Linked DNA regions of Mus musculus: region 2 is linked to region 1. Evidence: chromatin contacts called from public HiChIP or PLAC-seq data. All regions are on one chromosome and are shown on one strand. The core of a region is the stretch at or near the end of the contact, and the rest is flanking DNA. Distances in the headings are between cores, read along the strand shown. Region 1 overlaps Nubpl (nucleotide binding protein-like). Region 2 has its middle 12 kb from the start of Akap6.

Region 1 (4,137 bases), core at 868-3,367:
CCAACTTCATGCAGTTAATAAGTGAAGAGCTGGCCTGCAGAGGGTGAGCTTATCAGAATCCAAAGGCCATCGTTTCTCTACCGAGTCCCCAAAAGCTGGCTGTATCAGACTCACCTGGGAGCTTATTAACAAAATTGATGGCCAAGCCCCAGACCTAAAAACACCAATCCCCAGAGACTCTGACTGATTTTAACAAGCTCCCAGATGACACTTACACAGCAAGCAAGTGCTGCTCATAGAAGTAGAATTAACCCACAAAACTCACTCAACCTGCCTCCCCGCTTTTCTACTAAATTTGGTGGTTTGAAAGTGAGGTCATAAGGTCCCAGGCATCAAGACGTAGATCCAAGTGAGTGAGCAGTTCAAGTGAGAAAGGAAGATCCAATTCAACCTCACACTGGAAACTCATTTCATTCATCTCTAACACCCAAAGTCATCTTCAAACCCCTTTCCTTTCTTCCTTACATCTTAAACAGATCTCCCTTAGACATTTTTCTTCTAACATATGACCATCTGTGGTTACCTTTAGATCCTAAGTTCCCGTCTTGGTTATCTTTCTATTGCCTTGAGATAAAACATCAGGACCAAGGTAACTTACAGGGAAGCATTTAATTTGGGACTCATGATTCCAGAGGGCTACAGTCCATGACAATCATGGTGAGGAGCATAGCAACATGTAGGCAAGCATGATGCTGGAGCAACAGCTGAGAACATACTTATTGGTGCACAAACATGAGTAGGGGTGAGGTTGAAAGAGCAGAAGCAAGCTAAAAATGTCATGGGCTTTTAAGACCTCAAATCCCATCCCAGTAACACACGCCTTCCAACGTCCTAATCCTTCCCAGTTGGTGATCAAGCATGAAAGTATAAGAACCTATGTGGGCCATTCTCATTCAAACCACAAGAGCCCCTACTCCCACCCCTCCTTTTCATACAGAGTTTACTTCTTTGAAAACATTGGATTCTATACTTGTCTAGCCTCTCATGCAGCTAAAAGATGGTCAAAGAATCAGTCATGGTCAGTGAAACTAGAAAGGACCAAATGAAATGTTTCCTCCATAACAAAACCAACCACAGGGGAACACACCCTTTCTCTTCTCCTTTGCAAATGACTGCAACAGCCACCCTACAAAAAATGTAGGAAGCTACCCCAGAACCCTGATATACTTGTGCTCAGTTTTTTTTATTATTATTATTTATTTATTATTTATTATTATTATTTATATTAAGAACAGACTTTTTTCATACAATGTATTCTAATATGGTTCCCCTCCCCCCACTCCTCCCATATCCTCCCTACTTCCACACCAATCCAAATCCATACCCTTCCTTTTTCTCTTTCATTAGAATACAAAAAAATCACCTAAAACATAATAATAAAATAACAATGCTATGACTTCCAGACATCTGTGATATACAAGCAAAACACCCATATACACAGAGTAAAAATTAAAATAGACAAATGTAGATGTTTATAATCAAAGCATAGAGGAGGCAGAGGCTCTTAAGAGATTTGGAAGTTCAAAACCTTCCTGAGGCTACATAGCAAGTTCAAGGCCAACAAGACCTACTTAGTAAGACCCTGTCTCAAAACAAAACAAACAAAACCACACTCCCCATTCCAGAAAAAAAAAGTCAAATTTGTGATAACAAAAATTCTAAATTCCAATTCCAAAATTCTAGCTCCCTAAAGTTTTCACTCAAACTGGAGAGAGACATGGAAGGAGATGAGTAACATATAACTAAGAAGGGACAGTGACAGTTACTATATCTCTGAAAAAGCGTAATGGAATTAGGAAAGAGAATGGAATGGTGGTTATAGAAGGCAATGGAATGGTTTTCGTCCAGGGCAACTTCTCTGAGCCCTCAGGTTAGGATCGGTTTGCTTCCCTAACACCAGGACTTCCCTTCTGTAACACAGCTTGGATGGCCTTTTTCACCACTTTACCCATAATTCCCACCACATGGTCTAATGTACATCTGCGAGTCACTAACACAGTCAAAGGAATGCCTTGTTAGTTCAGCTTAACAAAGTAACTCATAAAACCACAGGCTGTGTGATGGGATCTGCTAACTTCCCAATTCCATCAGAGCCAAAAGCAATAGTTAACCATGAGACACAAGAGGGTCATCTAGTCATCCCTGCCCTGCCACCTATGATTTACTACGGCTTCTGTCATATTTCCTGCAGTGACTCACGAGACACACACTTAACAGCTGGCTTCCGTCCTCCCTATCTAATCATGTATAAAAATAAAACATCTATATTACCCCAGTCATTTTCATAGTGCCTGTGAAAATGTCAGAGCCCTAGCCAAGGACAAGCAGCAGCCTTGCAGCCTTCTCAGAGGCAGATGTTAGCTACTCCTGATCCATTTATAGGACTTGCTTCCAAACAGGGCTATTCTTTCCTGACTTCATTTCCTCCTTGAAAAATGGTACTTAGCAGAGTAAGATTTTCAAATTTTCCTTTCTCTGATCATAATGTTTTCTTAGCAAAATAAAATCATATTTCCTTTGCGTTTGTTTTATAATAGAGGGAACAATTTCTCCTAGCACACTACTTTTGAAATGATCTGATACACAAAACATAAAAATGGGGCAATTTTTTTAAAGAACTGAATTCACAAGCCCTGTGGAATGAAGATTGTAAAGACAAAACTGGGAGCTGATCAAGCTGGTTTTTATTAAAAGGATAAAAACAAATAGTGCTAAGTTCCTGCTCACGGCCTGTGAAGCAGTGCTTCTGGGAGTCCTGCCTAGCATTTGCACACACTCTCCACCCTGTCCATCCCACCAAGGTGGTGTGGTCTTCCCTCTGAAACTTAGTCCTCTGGAAAAGAAGAGAGGCAAGGAATCTAGCTTAAAAGCCTCTGCTGATAAAGAAAAGAGCAAGCACAAGTCTCTCCCCAAACACCTTGCCCTGGAGAGAAGCCACCTTTCGTCACACACAGCTGGTTTGCTCACTAGAATACTCTGTTCGTGATCAAGGCCCTTCTATCCTATTAGCACTGGCATCTATTCAGTTCCTAATTGTCTCTGCCAAGGTGGTACTTCCAGTCTGTGTGCCACTGGGGCGCAATCCCTCTAGTCAACACTCAATCCATCCTGACCCTTTAATTCCTCAAAGAAGACGGAAAATAAAATAGCTTGCCACTATTTTAAGCCAAAGAAAGTAAGGGAATTAGGCCCGGAGAGATGGCTCAGCGACTAAGAGCACTGACTGCTCTTCCAGAGGTCCTGAGTTCCATTCCCAGCCATCACATGGTGGCTCACAACCAACTGTAATGGGATCCGATGCCCTCTTCTGGTGTGTGTGAAGAGAACTATAGTGTACTCATATACATAAAACAAATAAATCTTTAAAAAAAAGGAAAAGAAAGTAAGGGAATTAATAATAATAATAATAATAATAAGGAATACAACTGTTTAAAATCCATTAGGATATTTTAAAACCCATGTCAATTTTTTTTACATCATTAACAACTTGGTCGAATCTTAGACCTATGTTCCTCTACCACATCCTCAAAATATACAAACTGCTAAAAAGATCATTTTCTCAACTCTATTTTTCCTTCTAAGTAGTCTTACATGCTGCCTGTACTTTGATGATATGCAAGTTTAAATCCATAGCCCCAACTTCCCCTCTGAACTCTGGACTTCCTTAATACTCTCAAGTGTCTTCTAAGCATTTGGAACTTAATGTATGTAAAAGAGAAGTGACTTTAACTATCTATCTCTACTTCACAGGTTGTTTCCATCTCAGAAAGACGACTAGCATTCACACAGTTGCTAAAAGTAAAAACACAGTCCTACAAATTAAATTCAATATAAATGAAACCATACTGCAGAGAGAAATAAACCAGGCACAAAAGGCAATTCTATGATTCCACTTGTATGAGGTGAGGTATATAGAGTCATCAAATTTACAGAGAAAGAAAGTAGATGGGCCATTACCAGGAGATGAGAGGGTTATTGTTAATGAATACTGAGTTTCAGTTTGGGAATATACTAAAGTCTGGGGGGAAAGACATGGGTGATGATTACATAACAATGTAAATGTAGCTGACACCAATGAACTGTACATTTCAAAAGGTAAATTTGTGTTATCTGTATGTTACTATACTAAAGGAAAGA
Region 2 (4,416 bases), core at 874-3,373, 560 kb before region 1:
GATGATATCTTCCAGATACATCCATTTGCCCAAGAATTTCATAAATTCGTTGTTTTTAATAGCTGAGTAGTACTCCATTGTGTAAATGTACCACATTTTCTGTATCCATTCCTCTGTTGAGGGACATCTGGGCTTTTTCCAGCTTCTGGCTATTATAAATAAGGCTCAGAAGATGGAAAGATCTCCCTTGCACTGGATTTCTTATGTGCACATATGCGGGAATCTTAAGTTAGACCCATGAGCAATCAAGACTGAGGGAAGAACTCCCAGGGGAAGACAGCTGATAGTTTTGCCACTGAAACTTTCTACAAACAAAACAAAACTAAACAACAAATGAGCTATCACAAGGTAAGTTCTTTTTCTGTGAGAGACTAGATCTATAAATGAACCTATCAAGCCAGAGGAGTTCTCAGCAGGACAGCAAGGGAGAGGAGCTGAGAAAAGGAGGCCAGGTGCAAGCATCTCAAAAGGGTGCCATGGGGGCAGTTGCTGCCTGGGAGGAAACAGTAGAGACTGTGAGGGAAGTGCTGTTCTTCACACACATCTCATCCAAAAGAGCTGGAGTGAAATGTAGTGGGAGGCTGAGGAAGCAACCAGGAAGGGACATGCAGCCCTCTTCCTCACAAGCCGGAACCACTCAGGATACGGAGGCTGTAGAGACCAATGGCTCCCAATAATCCTTCCAACACACAGCACCCAGTGAAGCCTGCAAGAGCCAGAGGGATCTGAACACTTCCCCTTTCAGCTCAGTGTAGCTGTGCCAGAATTTGTGAGTATCTTTGTATTGCTCATTTCCTCCTAATTAATCTCCATTCCCATATACATATACATATACATATACACATACACATACACATACACATACACATACACATACACATACATCATATACACATACACATACACATACACATACACATACACATACACATACACATATACATATACATCTCATGGTGGTTTTGCATCTATTGGTATATGCTTGCTTGGGGTTTAAATTCGCTGCATATGCTTCTTCAACCAGCCTAATCAAGTCACTATTTGCTATATCTGTCACCCATATCTCATAGATTTCCTATGCTGGTTAGTTTTTTAACAACTTGAAACAAGCTCTGGTCATCTGGAAAGAAGGAACCTCAGTTGGGAAAACATTTACATCGAATTAGCCTATAGGCAAGTTTGTGTGGCATTTTATTGACTAGTGATTGATGTGGGAGGACCCAGACCACTGTGCCACCATTGGGTAGGTGGTCTTGGATTGTTAAAGAAAACAGACTAAGCAAGCCATGTGGAGCTGTGTTCTCCATAGCCTCTGCCTCCCAGTACCTGCTTTGAGTTTTCCCTTCCATTTCTGATAGACTGTAACAATAAAGTGAATAAATACTTTTCTCCACTAGGACAGGTTGCGTTGGGTCACGGAATTTATCATAGCAGTATGCAAAACAAACCGGGACAAGACCTCTCTTATTTATATATATTTCCCCCTGCCACAACCTTATTCTCCTTTCTTTTTACCTCTTAACTGAATTTTTTATAGTTTTAACAATTTATAGAGTCTGTGGTTCTAGCATTATCCCACCTTTCCCCTCCCATCCCCTCCCAGCTACTTTACCCACATCAATTTTTCCCTTTTCAAAGTCTGTCTAATCTCTATCCTCATCTTCACAAACCTTAATTCCATCTCCATGCTAATATTATTAACCAAAAACATATGCTCCATACTAGCTCTGATTATTTATCTTCCAATAGTTGTTGAAATTAGTTAGCATGATATTTGTCTTTTCCAAAAAGGAGCAATCCAATAGAGAGCATACCTTTATCTTGTTAGCAGATGTAGAAAAGAAGTTAGAACACTCATCCAAATAAATGTACACAAAAGCACAACTAAGCACTCTGAGATGACGACACACTTCCTCACAGACCAACAGAGAATGGTTAAGATACATCAGGAAAATCTTCGTTTCCCAGCATTTGTTAATGTGAGGGTGAGGGACCACAGCCTGTCCTTTAAACAAACAAGTCGGACACTGTCCTTTCTTCCTGTGTAGGCATGGTGAGCTCTCTATAACGCAGCACTCCGTCTCTCAGGGTCACAGGGAAGTTCCACTTGGCTGTGTTCCAAAAAGAGAAGCAGCTTTTCTCAGAGCAGTCTGATTTGTCAGCCCAGAGAACAGAAAATGTGGGTTCTCCACTTCTGTGCAGTGGACACTTAAGAGCTCTGTTCCCAAGAGTGGGAGAGAAGAATGTTCACAGAGCGAAATTTGTCGGCTCTGGCTCTTCATTGCGTTATCGATGTCCTGAAACTTCCCTTGACTCTCTCCAGAACAGATTTCCTGATTGATTGATTGATTCCTGATTCCTGATTCCTGATTCTGATTCCTGATTCCTGATTCCTGATTCCTGATTCCTGATTCCTGATTCCTGATTGATTCCTGATTTCTGATCTTGTCAAGCTCAGTGTTTGCCAGGAATGGACCTGAGCTGAGAAATGGAAAAGTACAGAGTCTCAAGACATCAAATCTTTGCTTATTACATAGATCCATCAACTAGCCGACTGCGAGTCAGGATGAATCTGTAAATACAATGATCCAGGGTGGTAGTTTTGAGACAGTTGTCACAGACAGCTCTTTGTTGGTGCCAAAGACACCCTCTTCCTTTTTTTGGTTCTAGAGTCACATAGTGGCAGGTCAGAAAAGTTAAGTAACATAACAGATGTATAGGATAAGAAGCTGCAAAACTAGGTGCCGCTAGAACCACAAAACACCACTAATTATTTCAACTGTGAGGTTTGGAGTAACTTACTAGCAATGTTACCAATGGGACAAATGCTATTATGACAATAATATCTACCAAGCACTTACAGGAAGGGGGGCTGACAGCTTCAGAGGCATCTGTGCATTGCAGGAGAAAGAGAGTAGCAGGACAGAGGAGCTCATGCCATGGCCGCCAGGAAAGACAGAAAAGAAGACACAAGATGGGGTCAGAGGAAGAGTCATAACAGATGTGGCATTTTTCAAAAGACCAAAGTATATAAGATCAAAATTAGAGTTATATATGAATCCAAGATATAATGGCATAGAATAAGTATTCTCATTACAAAGGGAGAACTAGAGAGAACTGTAGGGAAGAACTGAGTGAAAGCAAGACCAAGCCTCAGCAGGACTAGCACTAGACCTGGGTCTCTGTATCAGTGGGCATGCAGCATCCTGATTCCTGGGGTCTAGTTAATAGCCAGCATGGCTCCTCTTTCAGGCTAGCTCCACTCTTTACTCTGACTTCCAAGTCCTACGTTCCTGGCACTTCCAACATCCTGGAGTTACCACTCCAGCTTCACCTTCAAAGTCTGTTCCACCTTCATATGGGCTGCATTTGCACTGACCATGCCAGCCATCTCTGACTTTGCCAGGTGTCTCAGGCTTGCTTTTGAAATCTGGCTGCAAACTCAGTTCAGGGCTATTGGTGATGCTTTTCGCCAGTGAACAGCTGACTCCAGCTTCTTCAGCTTTTAACATGGACTCACACCAATGACTCTCCTTGGGCTCCCTTCAACCTTGGATCATGACTGCATTTTTGATATCCCTGAGGCTTCCCGCTTCTTTACAGAAGATGAGCTTTTCTCTGCCTTCATGACTAACAGATGACCATTATTTGACTTTCCAGCCTCCAAAAGTATAAATATCTGATAAATATCTTTCTGTAACTTTATATAATGTAATTTATATACTGATAGATAGCCTGCTCCTTGGGAGAACTTTAATGTAGTGATCTCCCTAAAATGGACCTAGTGGCAAATCCACCAGGCATTTTGTGAACTCTAAAGCTGTATGTAAATGTTATTTGTTATCTTTATTCCTATTACTGAAAGGGTAATATTCAGACTCAGCTGCTTCTAGAAATATATCTTAATCTTATTTATTATTTTTAAGTTTTTAATGGTATAAATGGTTTCCTCATTGAATGTTGGAACATATTTTAGCTGTGTTAAATATATTCCATAGAGATTCCGGGCCAATCATTCATCAACAGAAGGGGGAAAAACAGTTTTAAAATGTGTCTTTCCCTTCAAGAGATGTTATTTTCTACCACTAAAGAAAACACTGGTTGGCCTGACACATTGATATTTTGATGAGTCTATCAATATCCAAGGCTATTCCAAGCAATAGGGAAACAGTTCTTTTCTTTTTAATTTATTTATGGTTTACTTTATTTAGATGTGTGTGTGCCTGAGAGTATGGATGTACATCATGTGAGTGCAGCCCATGCCCAAAGAAGCTTGAAGAGGGCTTCAGATTCCTTGGAACTGGACCCAGGTCTCTGCAAAAGCAGCAAGTGCTGGTAATTGCCGATCTATCTTTCTAATCTCCAAGAAATCAGTTTCTTAATTATAGTGAAGTGACATTTAACTCTGCCATAGGC

Evidence for each region. HiChIP or PLAC-seq counts read pairs in DNA pulled down with a chosen protein or histone mark.
Region 2: a contact with region 1 is called in an H3K4me3 HiChIP or PLAC-seq map of bone marrow-derived macrophages, with 4 times the contacts expected there. The contact joins two enhancer-like sites. A contact is called at or near these places in 11 of 39 promoter capture datasets (the 3T3-L1 cell line, cranial neural crest, embryonic stem cells and 6 more), 2 of 115 datasets of contacts at active chromatin or transcription factors (bone marrow-derived macrophages and embryonic stem cells) and 2 of 9 other capture datasets (adipose tissue and embryonic stem cells).

The regions. Positions count from the first base shown.
Region 1 is chr12:52,124,696-52,128,832 of GRCm38.p6, reverse strand. The region is part of intron 3 of Nubpl (nucleotide binding protein-like); the gene reads right to left. Among named protein-coding and RNA genes, the nearest start is that of Nubpl, 29 kb to the right of the region's middle. Within about 2 kb of position 2,117, at least 29 of the 459 cell types and tissues checked have an H3K27ac peak or open chromatin away from gene starts, as enhancers often do. A contact at or near this core is called in bone marrow-derived macrophages, where this site is marked.
Region 2 is chr12:52,685,233-52,689,648 of GRCm38.p6, reverse strand. No RefSeq gene overlaps it. Among named protein-coding and RNA genes, the nearest start is that of Akap6, 12 kb to the left of the region's middle. Within about 2 kb of position 2,123, at least 6 of the 459 cell types and tissues checked have an H3K27ac peak or open chromatin away from gene starts, as enhancers often do. A contact at or near this core is called in bone marrow-derived macrophages, where this site is marked.